Linked DNA regions of Sus scrofa: regions 2 and 3 are each linked to region 1. Evidence: chromatin contacts called from public Hi-C and promoter capture Hi-C data. All regions are on one chromosome and are shown on one strand. Each heading gives the region's core, a stretch centred on a gene start, on an enhancer-like site or on the middle of the called end of the contact. The rest is flanking DNA. Distances are from core to core; before and after follow the strand shown.

Region 1 (3,462 bases), core at 685-3,184:
CATGGCATCTCGGGATCCTTAACTCACTGAGCAAGGCCAAGGATCAAACCTGGAACCCCATGGTTCCTAGTCCGATTCGTTTCCGCTGCACCACAAGGGGAACTCCAATAGTCGTTTCTTTTTATCGCTGAATAATAGTCCATTGTCTGGATATACCATCTACTCACCTACTGAAAGACATCTTGGTTACTTTCAAGTTTTGGCAATTATGACTAAAGCTGTTATAAATATCCCTATGTAGGTTTTTTGGTGGCCATACATATTCAAGTCCTTTGATAGCAATAAGCACTTTATTTATTTATTTTTGTCTTTTTTTTTTTTGTCTTTTTAGGGCCGAACTTGCGGCATATGGAGGTTCCCAAGCTAGGGGTCAAATTGGAGCTATAGCTGCTGGCCTATGCCACAGCCACAGCCACGCCAGATCTGAGCCGTGTCTGCGACCTACACCACAGCTCATGGCAACGCCAGATCCTTAACTCGCTGAGCGAGGCCAGGGATCAAACCTGATGCATCCTCATGTTTCCTAGTCAGATTCGTTTCTGCTGCAACATGACGGGAACACCTTTATTTTTTTTTTTAATAAAAAGGGGATGATCTGGGAGTTCCCGTCATGGCTGAGTGGTTAACGAATCCGACTAGGAACCATGAAGTTGCGGATTCGATCCCTGGCCTTGTTCACTGGGTTAAGGATCCGGCGTTGCCGTGAGCTGTGGTGTAGGTCACAGATGCAGCTCGGATCCCTCGTTGCTGTGGCTGTGGTGTAGGCTGGCAGCTACAGCTCTGATTAGACCCCTAGCCTGGTAACCTCCATATGCTGAAGGAGTGGCCCCAGAAAAGGCAAAAAGACAAAATAAATAAGTAAATAAATAAATAAAATAAAATAAAATAAAAATGGGATGATGGATGTGTGTGTGTGTGTGTGTGTGTGTGTGTGTGTATTTTAAGGCTGTACCTGCAGTCTGTGGCAGTTCCCGGGCTAGGGGTCAGATTGGAGCTGCAGCTGCAGGCTTATGTCACAACCACAGTTACTCGGCATCTGAGCCTCATTTTCTACCTACACCACAGTTCACCACAAGGTTGATTCCTAACCCACTGAGCTAAGCCAGGTATCAAACCCTCATCCTCATGGATACAGTCAGTTTCTTTCCCACTGCACCACAAAGGGAACTCCCGGGTATATTTTTAATGTATATGTTAGTGTTGAGTACTGATGGGTTATAACAATAGTTTTAACTCCCTCTGGGGCATTACGTGACAGACATTGGACATCAAATGTGACTGGTACTTTATTTTCACCAGATTTTGTTTTGTTTTTTGTTTTTTTGCTGCCCACGGCACATGGAGCTCCCAGGCCAGGGATCAGATTCGAGCTGCAGCTGCGAACTAAGCCACAGCTGCGGCAACACCGGATTCCTAACCCTCTGTGCCGGGCAGGGGATCGAACCCTCGTTCCAGCATTCCTAAGTCGCTGACGATCCCATTGTTCCACAGCGGGAGCTCCTTCACCAGGTTTTGAGTGCTTAGTGGGTTCTAGAATTTATAGTATATAGGAAGCACCAACTGTGTGCCTCTACCGAATGCTTATGAACAAGTGTGCCGCGCCCGCCCTGCGCCAGATTTTTGCGTATATCTCATTTAAACTTGAAAGCAGGGAGTGAAGCTCCTTGCTCTACGCAGGGTGGGGACCCTGGCCAGAGAGAAATCGGTGCACACCTGAGGAAGGGGAGGCAGCGCCCTCCTTCCCCTCTTCTGCACTGCAGACCCAGGGCGCCCTCGAATGACAAGAGGCGTAGGAGGTCAGTCGGACGGCAAGACTGAGGGAAGCGCAAAGCTGAGGTTCCGCGGCTGCCCCGGCCTCGGTGGGTGGGCGGAGCCAGGAGGGTGGGCGGGGCCTGCATTGTCCCCTCCGCGGAGCATGCCGGGAGCCCCGCCCCCAACATGGCGTCTCACTGACAGTTGGCTGCCGAGCAGCAGAGGCGGGTCCTGCACCTCAGGGCGGCGGCGGCGGCGGCGGCAGAGACGGTGGCGGCGGGGCCGGGGTCTCCGGGGCCGTGGGTGGGAGGATGGCGACTCGGACCTCCTAGGGCGGAGCTGCACGGGCGAGGAAGCGATCTGGGCGCTGCAGACGGGCGCGAAGGCTGCTGCCATGGACTGGTGATCGCGGAGGCTCCTGCTCGCGTCTTCCCGGGCCGGGCGGCCCCTTCTCACCGCCAACCTCTCAGCCGGGGCCATGGGCTCGTCTGCAGCGGCGGCGGCTGCAGCGGCGGCGGCCGCGGACTCCGCGCAGTGGCTCTCGGTGAAGGAGGAGACCATCTTCCTGCACGACGGACTGATCCGGGTCACTGACCTGGCCGAGCTGCCCAGCGAGATCCTTGGGGCCCCGGAGGCCGCCGACACCGACTTGGAGGTGAGAGAGGCTCCCCCCGGCCTCCGCCATCAGATTAGTCCATCCGCCCCGCATCCCCAGGGTCGAGCCCTCCCATCTCCGCTTTACCCCGACCCGAGACCCCCGCCCCTCGGAAGGCTGCCCCGGCAGGTGTGTGTGGGCGCCGGACAGGCTGGTGGGGACCGCGGCCGCAGGTCTGCAGACCGCCCGCCTCCCTCCCTCCTCGGGGCTTCAAGCCCGCTGGGGATTTCATTTGTGGTTTCATTTTGAACGTTCCAACTCCCAGCATTTTATTAGACGATCACCCGGCACGGCCTTCACGCCCCTGAGGAGCTGCTGCCGCCTCCTGGGCCCTTTCTCCCCTCCCCCACGGACCCCTTGGACTCACTTCCAGGTCACACCCAGGCTGCTTAGCTTTGGGGATATTTTAATTTTAACGCTCTACAACCACCCCCACCCCCGGTCTTTTCCCAGTTGTGTGTGTGTGTGTGTGTGTGTGTGCGCGCGTGTGTATGTTTTTTGTTGTTTGTGTTTTTCGGGAGAAGGTAGTGGCAGCTGCCAGTCAGTGATGGGCAATCTAGCAACTACTCTGTGTCGTGCCTCGGATTGACACCGGGCCTTTGTCATGGAAGCGGGCAGTGTGGACAGCAAGGGGAATGCTACACCAGCCCTTGGTGCGCTCTCCGCAGGGGTTAACGGGCGTTTTAGGCCGCAAGGCCTTTCGATGAGCTGGGGGCGGGGTGATGGTGGTGGTGGTGCGGAGAAGCCCAGGCTTAGGAGCCGTTGCAGGTGCAAAAGGAAATCTCAGCAATTTTGCTGCTGGATTTGGGAGCAGAAGGAAACAAAATATACTAGGTGGATGGGAACTTTCCACCGACCTCACTTGGTTTCAGGTGTGCCCAGTGGTGGGAATACTGGCAGGATCGGTTCATCGTGGCCAGTCAGTGCTGACACTGCTCGCCCTCCACTTTGTGGAGTGACATTTTGACGTGTAGGTAGCATGGGTTGTCACGAAATTCTTACTGTCGCAAGGAGGACTCTCTGGGGACAGTGCGGAGAGGATGGCCTGTCTTTTG
Region 2 (3,462 bases), core at 714-3,213, 250 kb after region 1:
GAAAAAGTGCAAAAAAAAAAATCACCAAAACCAGTACATTTTATTTAATACATAACACACTTTGGTTTTAGCTTTTTATTATTTTTTAATTCTCATTTTGAAATAATCTGACTTGCAAACCAGCATAAAGAACTCCCATATACCTCTCATCCAGTACATCATAAATAGTCACAGTAAAATTACCAAGTGCAAAAAACTCACTAATACTAGTAATTAATCTACAATTATTTAATTTCACAAATCAGGCCACCAATAGTACCCTTTTGCTGGTTCAGCAATCCAGAGTCACATATTGCACTGGTTGCTATTTCTCCTTAATCTTCTTTAATCTGGGATATTTCTTCAGTCTTTCTCTTTCATAACCTTGTTGTATGTACTGGCTAGTTATTTTGTAGACTATCTTCAAATTAGGTTCATATGATGTTTTCTCATGATTAATACATTTTTGTCAAAAATACCATAGAAGTGATGTTGTGCTCATCTCATTGCATTCAATCAGAAAGCAGGTGATGTCAACAGTCTTATTATTACAGATGATGCTGACTTTGATCACTTCATTGAAATAAGTTTCTACCAGGTTTCTCCACTGTAGTTTTTCCTTCTTTTAAACAAGATGTCAATGTTGAAAGCAAAGCCCTGGCAACTTTATTACCAGTACTTACTTTATATCATCCTTTTCTATGGCGCAAAAAAATTATCTTCTAAAAATACTGTCCTCTAACAGGGCTTTTTTTCTGGGGTTTTTTTTTTTTTTTTTTTTTTTTTTTTTTTTTTTTTTTGTCTTTTCTAGGCCGCACCCGCGGCATATGGAGGTTCCCAAGCTAGGGGTCCAATCAGAGATGTAGCCGCCGACCTACACCACAGCCATGGCAACGCGGGATCCGAGCCGCGTCTGCGACCCACCTTACACCTCACGGCAACGCAGGATCCTTAACCCACTGAGCGAGGCCAGGGATCAAACCCGTAACCTCATGGTTCCTAGTCGGATTCTTAACCACCGAGCCAAGACGGGAACTCCCTAACTGGGCGTTTTAACATTTCCAAACTAACACTTCTTCAAAACACGCCCTATAAGAGGTGAACGAATGCATGGAAGCCCTATGGCAAACTAAGTTCCCTTCAAAATTAGAAGGAGCCCCTCTAAGTGGTCGGCCAGGATTTCCCTGTGCCCAAAGGGGTGGAGACACCACACAGGGTCCACACCCTGGAGGTGGCGGTTTCCAACTGCCCCCTCCCCCCAGCAGGGTGGAGGAGGTCCGAAAAGAGTGGGGAAGGCACCGGCTTCGCAAATATTAGCTGCCATTCATAGTGTGTTTACTGATGATTAAATGCTTTACGTGGATAATCTTCTCATCCAGACCACAACCCTAAAAGGTGAAAGTCACCATCCCACTGCTGAGACCGCGAAAGAGGAAGTCCAGGGAGACAGCTGCCGCACAGTTGGTAAGAGTGGGGACTCGAACCCGAGTCTGTCGGCCTAGAGCCCCCACCAGGCTACCCGCGACCCCTCACGCTGGCAGCTCGGGGCCCAGATCTGCCCGGGGCGAGGTGCCCATGGCGGGGCTCCAGAAAACCGTCACCTCCCAGCCCCGGGGCCACGGCCGGGAAGGGGCGGTGACGCCGGGGGCTGCTGAGGCTCCGGATCCCTGAGGAGAAAGTACGGCCTCCCTCACTAGCCAGGCGAGACGCCGCTTCGCGGGCACCTTTCTCCTTACGAGAAACCCCTGCTGACCCCCGGCCCAGAAGCCCCTAGCCCACACACCGCCCTTCTCCCGAACTGGAGACCTATAGGAACTCGCGGGCCGCAGCTACCCTCACCTGGGACGAGACGAAAGACGCCAACACGAACCGCCTGCCAGGGACACTGAAGCCTCCCTTCTCAGTCAGCCCCCAAGCTGAACAACGGCCCCCGGAGCCGCCTCACCACTTCCGACCGTCGCGGAGGAGTGCGCCCATTGGCCAGGGGCGACTCTGGTTGTCTGCCATTGGATAGTAGTGTTGTCGCTCCCAGAGCCCCGCCTTCTGCGCGTCGATTGGCTCCTCAGCCCCACAGAGGCGTGTCCCTGGAAGTCCCAACCCATGCGCCTCTGGAAGGAGGCAGAGACTTAAGCTGGGAACTACCTCTGGGCTCAGCAAGTACGCATGACACAGGCGGTTGGTATTTGCATGAATAATACTATATAGACATTACTAATATGCCTAATATATTACGATAAGTAATGGCATTTGTCCTCTTGTCATGAGCTGTTAATAATTATTAGTCATACTTGTTGCAGTTATAATGTCCTCCTCACTGCTCATGCAAGATATCTCTGCGAGGCTCTGCCCATGTTTGAGACCTTTGCTTCTTGCGGTGGTAGAGTGAGCGGCCGAGATGCATGGGTTGGTTGGTTTGTTTTGGGTTTTTTTTGTTTTGGTTCGGTTTAGTTTTTTTTGTTGTTTTTGCTTTTTAGGGCCGCATCCTTGGCATGTGGAGGTTCCCAGGCTAGGGGTCTAATCAGAGCTGCAGCCGCAGTCCCACGCCACAGCCACGCCAGATCTCAGCCGCCTCTGCGACCTACAACAGAGCCCAGGGCAATGCCGGATCCTTAACCTACTGAGCGAGGCCACGGATGGAACCCGCATCTTCATGGATCCTAGTTGGGTTCACTAGCCAATGAGCCACGAAGGGAACTCCCTGAGATGCATGTTTGAGTTACAATCTTTCTACTTGCTGTCTGTATGGATCCTCTGAACTCTTCCCTCATGAATTAAAAAAAAAAAAAAAAATAGAATAAATATAATGGAGAAAGTATTATTTACAATACAGCAATTTCGTTTTTTCTTTTTAACAATACGGCAACTTGGGTGTTTCCCTTGTGGCTCAGCAGTAAAGAATGGAACTAGTATCCACGAGGAGGAAGGTTCCATCCCTGGCTTTGATCAGTGGGTTAAGGATCTTGCGTTGCAGCCAGCATTGGCATAGGTCACAGACAAAACTCCTAGCCCGCCTTGCTGTGGCTGTGGCAGTTGTGGGATAGGCCAGCAGCTGCAACTCCAATTCGACCCCCTAGCCTGGGAACTTCCACATACGCCCCCCAAAAGCAAAAACAAACCCAGCAATTTTTTTAAATTTTAAGACTGTTTTTTTTTTTGTTTTTGTTTTTTTTGTCTTTTTAGCTATTTCTTGGGCCACTCCCGCGCCATATGGAGGTTCCCAGGCTAGGGGTCGAATCGGAGCTGTAGCCACCGGCCTACGCCAGAGCCACAGCAACGCGGGATCCAAGCCGCGTCTGCAACCTACACCACAGCTCATGGCAACGCCGGATCGTTAACCCACTGAGCAAGGGCAGGGACCGAACCCGCAACCTCATGGTTCCTAGTCGGATTCGTTAACCACTGCGCCACGATGGGAACTCCTAAATTTTAAGACTGTTTTATTTAACCTAATGTATCTGAAGCATTGTCATTTCAATATATATT
Region 3 (3,462 bases), core at 337-2,836, 180 kb after region 1:
CGCGGGTGCTCGTGTACGGGCTGGGCCACAAAGTGAAGCGAAATGGCCAGCTAAACCTCATTGAAGCCGTCTGTTACCCACGGGATGCGTCTCCGGCCAACACGGGGCTCACGCCACCGCCTACCACCAACCAATACCCTTCTGTGATCCTCTCCACAGACAAAGTCCACATCAAACTGGGTAAGTTTCTGAATTAGCGCATGGTAATCAGCACAGCTCGAAGTCATTCTCTGCTGTCCTTCTTTGTGAAAAGTGAAAGGGTTTTCTACCTTGCTGTGTTCTAGGCTCCTATGGGTAAAGAATAGGACTGCTTCAGGCTGTGGATTTCAGACAGAGTGGATTAAAAGTTCCCCCTTTCCTGCCTGGGGGAGGCCTGGCAGATGCTGCTCAAACTCCAGTGGGGATTTCTTTTCACAAGTGTGTGCTGGGATACACACTATTCAGATTGACTGCACAGAGCCGTCTCATCATTTAGCTGTAATAATCCCAGCTGTCCTTCCTAAGTTCTCATTAAAACTGAATTCTCTCGAGTGTAATGTGGCTTCCTGGGGCAGCGGCCTCAGTGATCATCCACTTCTGGAGTAAATGGTAAACAAAGCCTGATGGCCTGGCTGGGAAGCCCAGGAGGTCTTGTCTCCCTGGCATCCTTGGTTAAGCCCTTGCACCTTTGGGCTTGGTGAGGGCTCCATCGCTGTGGATCCTGTAGCTGTCGCTGACTATCTGCTGTCTCTACCGGGGCGAGCTGACCCTGCTTCTGAGTCAACACACAGAAAAAAAAAAAACATGGTCTCAGACTTCCACTGCCCGCTTTTGGCGTATTGGACAGGGAAGGCAGACACAGCTTTGCTACAATTATAAGCATGTATTTGAAACATTAGCCAACACTGGGCCTTGGCTTCACAGCCGCAGTTTGGAAACATTGCATCTTTAGGGAATAAAATGAAAGGATATTTCTTAAGTGATTTGGTCAATGCTAAAAAATTTTATGATCTTTTATTAGCCTATTTTTTTTATCATATTTTGCCTACACTGTTTTTAAAACTTTATACTAAACACAGAGGATCTCTGGAGTTCCTGTCGTGGCGCAGTGGTTAACGAATCCATCTAGGAACCATGAGGTTGCAGGTTCGTTCCCTGGCCTTGCTCAGTGGGTTAAGGATCCGGCGTTGCCGTGAGCTGTGGTGTAGGTTGCAGACACGGCTTGGATCCCGTGTGGCATAGGCCAGCGGCTTCAGCTCCGATTAGACCCCTAGCCTGGGAACCTCCATGTGCCATGGGAGCGGCCCTAGAAAAGGCAAAAAGACAAAAAACAAACAAAAAAACCACAGAGGATCTCTGTCTTACCTGTCATTTCCCAAATAAACATTCACCCCAGAGTTCAGGCCGGTCAACACAGTTCCTCCTAACTTGGCCAGAGAGCCCGGATACCCAGCTTACGTCTGACCAGTGCTTGTGGAGGGGGTTGGTGTGCAGTGCAGGGTGTGAGGGGGATCAGGGCCTTTCTTCTCTCACCATGGGCGGCTTCAGTCAGGTTCAGGCAGTAAAGGAGAAACACAGCCCTGGGGTCCTGGTAGAACCTGAAGTCTGGCGCCCCCTGCTGGTCCACTCTGTAAACCTGTGATAAGCTGATGGCACCTATGTGATTGCTGCTGCATTAGAGGGCTGGTTCTTTCTTTACCAGGCTGGGACAGTTCCAGTGAGGCGTCTTTTCAAGTCTGTCTTACTATTTCCATGCCAGCTCATGGGGGCATGTTTATCCTTCCTTGTCCCCGCTTCTGCCCTTTGTCCTGTTGTCACACCAACAAATGGACTCCTTGGAGGACATCCTCTGCTCTTCCCGTGTCTGCAGCTGCTGTCTGGAGTGTGGAGAGTTAGGTTTCCTCTCACCGCCAGCACCAATGGGCAGGCTTTCTGGCCCTGTTTCTCTGCGCACCTCTGGCAGGTCTTTTTCATAGGCTTGTTTCCATCAGCTGCTGCCAGTCATGAGCTCTCTTCCTGGCCCTTCTTTTAGGGGTGTCTCCTCCTCCCGGAGCTGTGCTGGTGTTACACTCTCTGCCTCTGGAGTTCCCGCTGGCTATGGCCTTCGCAGAGCAGCTGCTGTCCTGGAGGTCAGAGGACGGTGAAGGGAGAGCCGAAGATGAGCCTGACACCATCCCGACGTCTGTCCTCCTGCAAGTGGTGGAGCTGCTGGGTGAGGCCTGCCTTCCCTCAGGATCAGGTGCTGGAGTAGCCTGCTGGGGGCCAGAGGAAGACGCTTACCAGAGGGCCTTAGGGGCAGCCGTAGTAGCCAAGTGAAGATAGCTGTCATCAGCGTGCTGTCATTTGAAGTGGGCTTGGGGGAGGCGTGAAAAGGGTAGCCTAGACTTCCAAATCCATGATTTGCTGGGTATTTCCATTATTTTGAGGGGTAGCAGCTAACCAGGAAAAGATTAATTTTATCATACTTTACTTTAGAACACAACTATATGCCATTATTGTGACTTTGAAGGTGAAATGTGGCATGGAAGTGAACGACATCAGAGTCAAGCATTATGATCTCCCAGCTCCTGAAAGGTTAAAGAGAGGTTGCGTTTTGGGAGTTCCCGTTGTGGTGCAGTGGTTAACGAATCTGACTAGGAACCATGAGGTTGCGGGTTTGATCCCTGGCCTTGCTCAGTGGGTTAAGGATCTGGCGTTGCCGTGAGCTGTGGCATGGGTGGCAGATGTGGCTTGGATCTGGCGTTGCTGTGGCTGTAGCAAAGGGCAGCAACTGTAGCTCCAATTAGACGCCTAGCCTGGGAACCTCCATATGCTGCGGGAAGTGGCCCTAGAAAAGGCAAAAAGACAAAAAAGAAAAAAAAGAAAAAAAAAAAGATTGCCTTTTGGCAAAACTCATGGAACAGTAAACTTAAGAATTGTGAATTTAGCATATGTAAATTATCTCAAATTCTCTAAATATTGAACTTTAGTTAAGGATAGGTCTGCTTGACCTAAAACATACCAATGTCTGCAACTTATTTTGAAATCAAAAACTAAGATCAGGGAGTTCCCATCGTGGTGCAGTGGTTAACGAATCTGACTAGGAACCATGAGGTTGCGGGTTCGGTCCCTGCCCTTGCTCAGTGGGTTAACGATCCGGCGTTGCCGTGAGCTGTGGTGTAGGTTGCAGACGCGGCTCGGATCCAGCGTTGCTGTGGCTCTGGCGTTGGCCAGAGACTACAGCTCCGATTGGACCCCTAGCCTGGGAACCTCCATATGCCGCGGGAGCGGCCCAAGAAATAGCAAAAAGACAAAAAAAAAAAAAAAAAAAAAAAAAAAACTAAGATCATGAGAGTTCCCTTCGTGGCTCAGCAGTTAACGAACCTGACTAGGATCCATGAGGATGAGAGTTCAATCCCTGGCCTTGCTCAGTGGGTTAAGTATCTGGTGTTGCCATAAGCTGTGGTGTAGGTCGCAGATGTGGCTCAGATCCTGCATTGCTAT

What was found. Promoter capture Hi-C pulls out the DNA fragments that hold promoters and counts their contacts. Hi-C and Micro-C count contacts between places; a contact is called where the count stands out from the background.
Region 2: a contact with region 1 is called in a promoter capture Hi-C map of fetal liver, with 3 times the contacts expected there. The contact joins the promoter of TRAFD1 here to the promoter of HECTD4 in region 1. A contact is called at or near these places in 2 of 5 promoter capture datasets (fetal liver and fetal skeletal muscle) and 1 of 2 datasets of contacts at active chromatin or transcription factors (alveolar macrophages).
Region 3: a contact with region 1 is called in a Hi-C map of alveolar macrophages, with 5 times the contacts expected there. The contact joins the enhancer-like site here to the promoter of HECTD4 in region 1. A contact is called at or near these places in 3 of 5 promoter capture datasets (fetal skeletal muscle, liver and skeletal muscle), 24 of 47 Hi-C or Micro-C datasets (alveolar macrophages, blood, brain and 13 more) and 2 of 2 datasets of contacts at active chromatin or transcription factors (alveolar macrophages and skeletal muscle).

The regions. Positions count from the first base shown.
Region 1 is chr14:39,324,761-39,328,222 of Sscrofa11.1, forward strand. HECTD4 (probable E3 ubiquitin-protein ligase HECTD4) reads left to right here and starts at 1,935. Exons shown (of 76, transcript XM_013990365.2): 1 at 1,935-2,407. The coding sequence starts at 2,231.
Region 2 is chr14:39,577,818-39,581,279 of Sscrofa11.1, forward strand. TRAFD1 (TRAF-type zinc finger domain-containing protein 1) reads right to left here and starts at 1,964. Exons shown (of 12, transcript XM_021072837.1): 1 at 1,819-1,964.
Region 3 is chr14:39,508,580-39,512,041 of Sscrofa11.1, forward strand. HECTD4 (probable E3 ubiquitin-protein ligase HECTD4) reads left to right here. Exons shown (of 76, transcript XM_013990365.2): 59 at 1-180; 60 at 2,012-2,191. Among named protein-coding and RNA genes, the nearest start is that of TRAFD1, 69 kb to the right of the region's middle. Within about 2 kb of position 1,587, at least 5 of the 83 cell types and tissues checked have an H3K27ac peak or open chromatin away from gene starts, as enhancers often do. A contact at or near this core is called in alveolar macrophages, where this site is marked.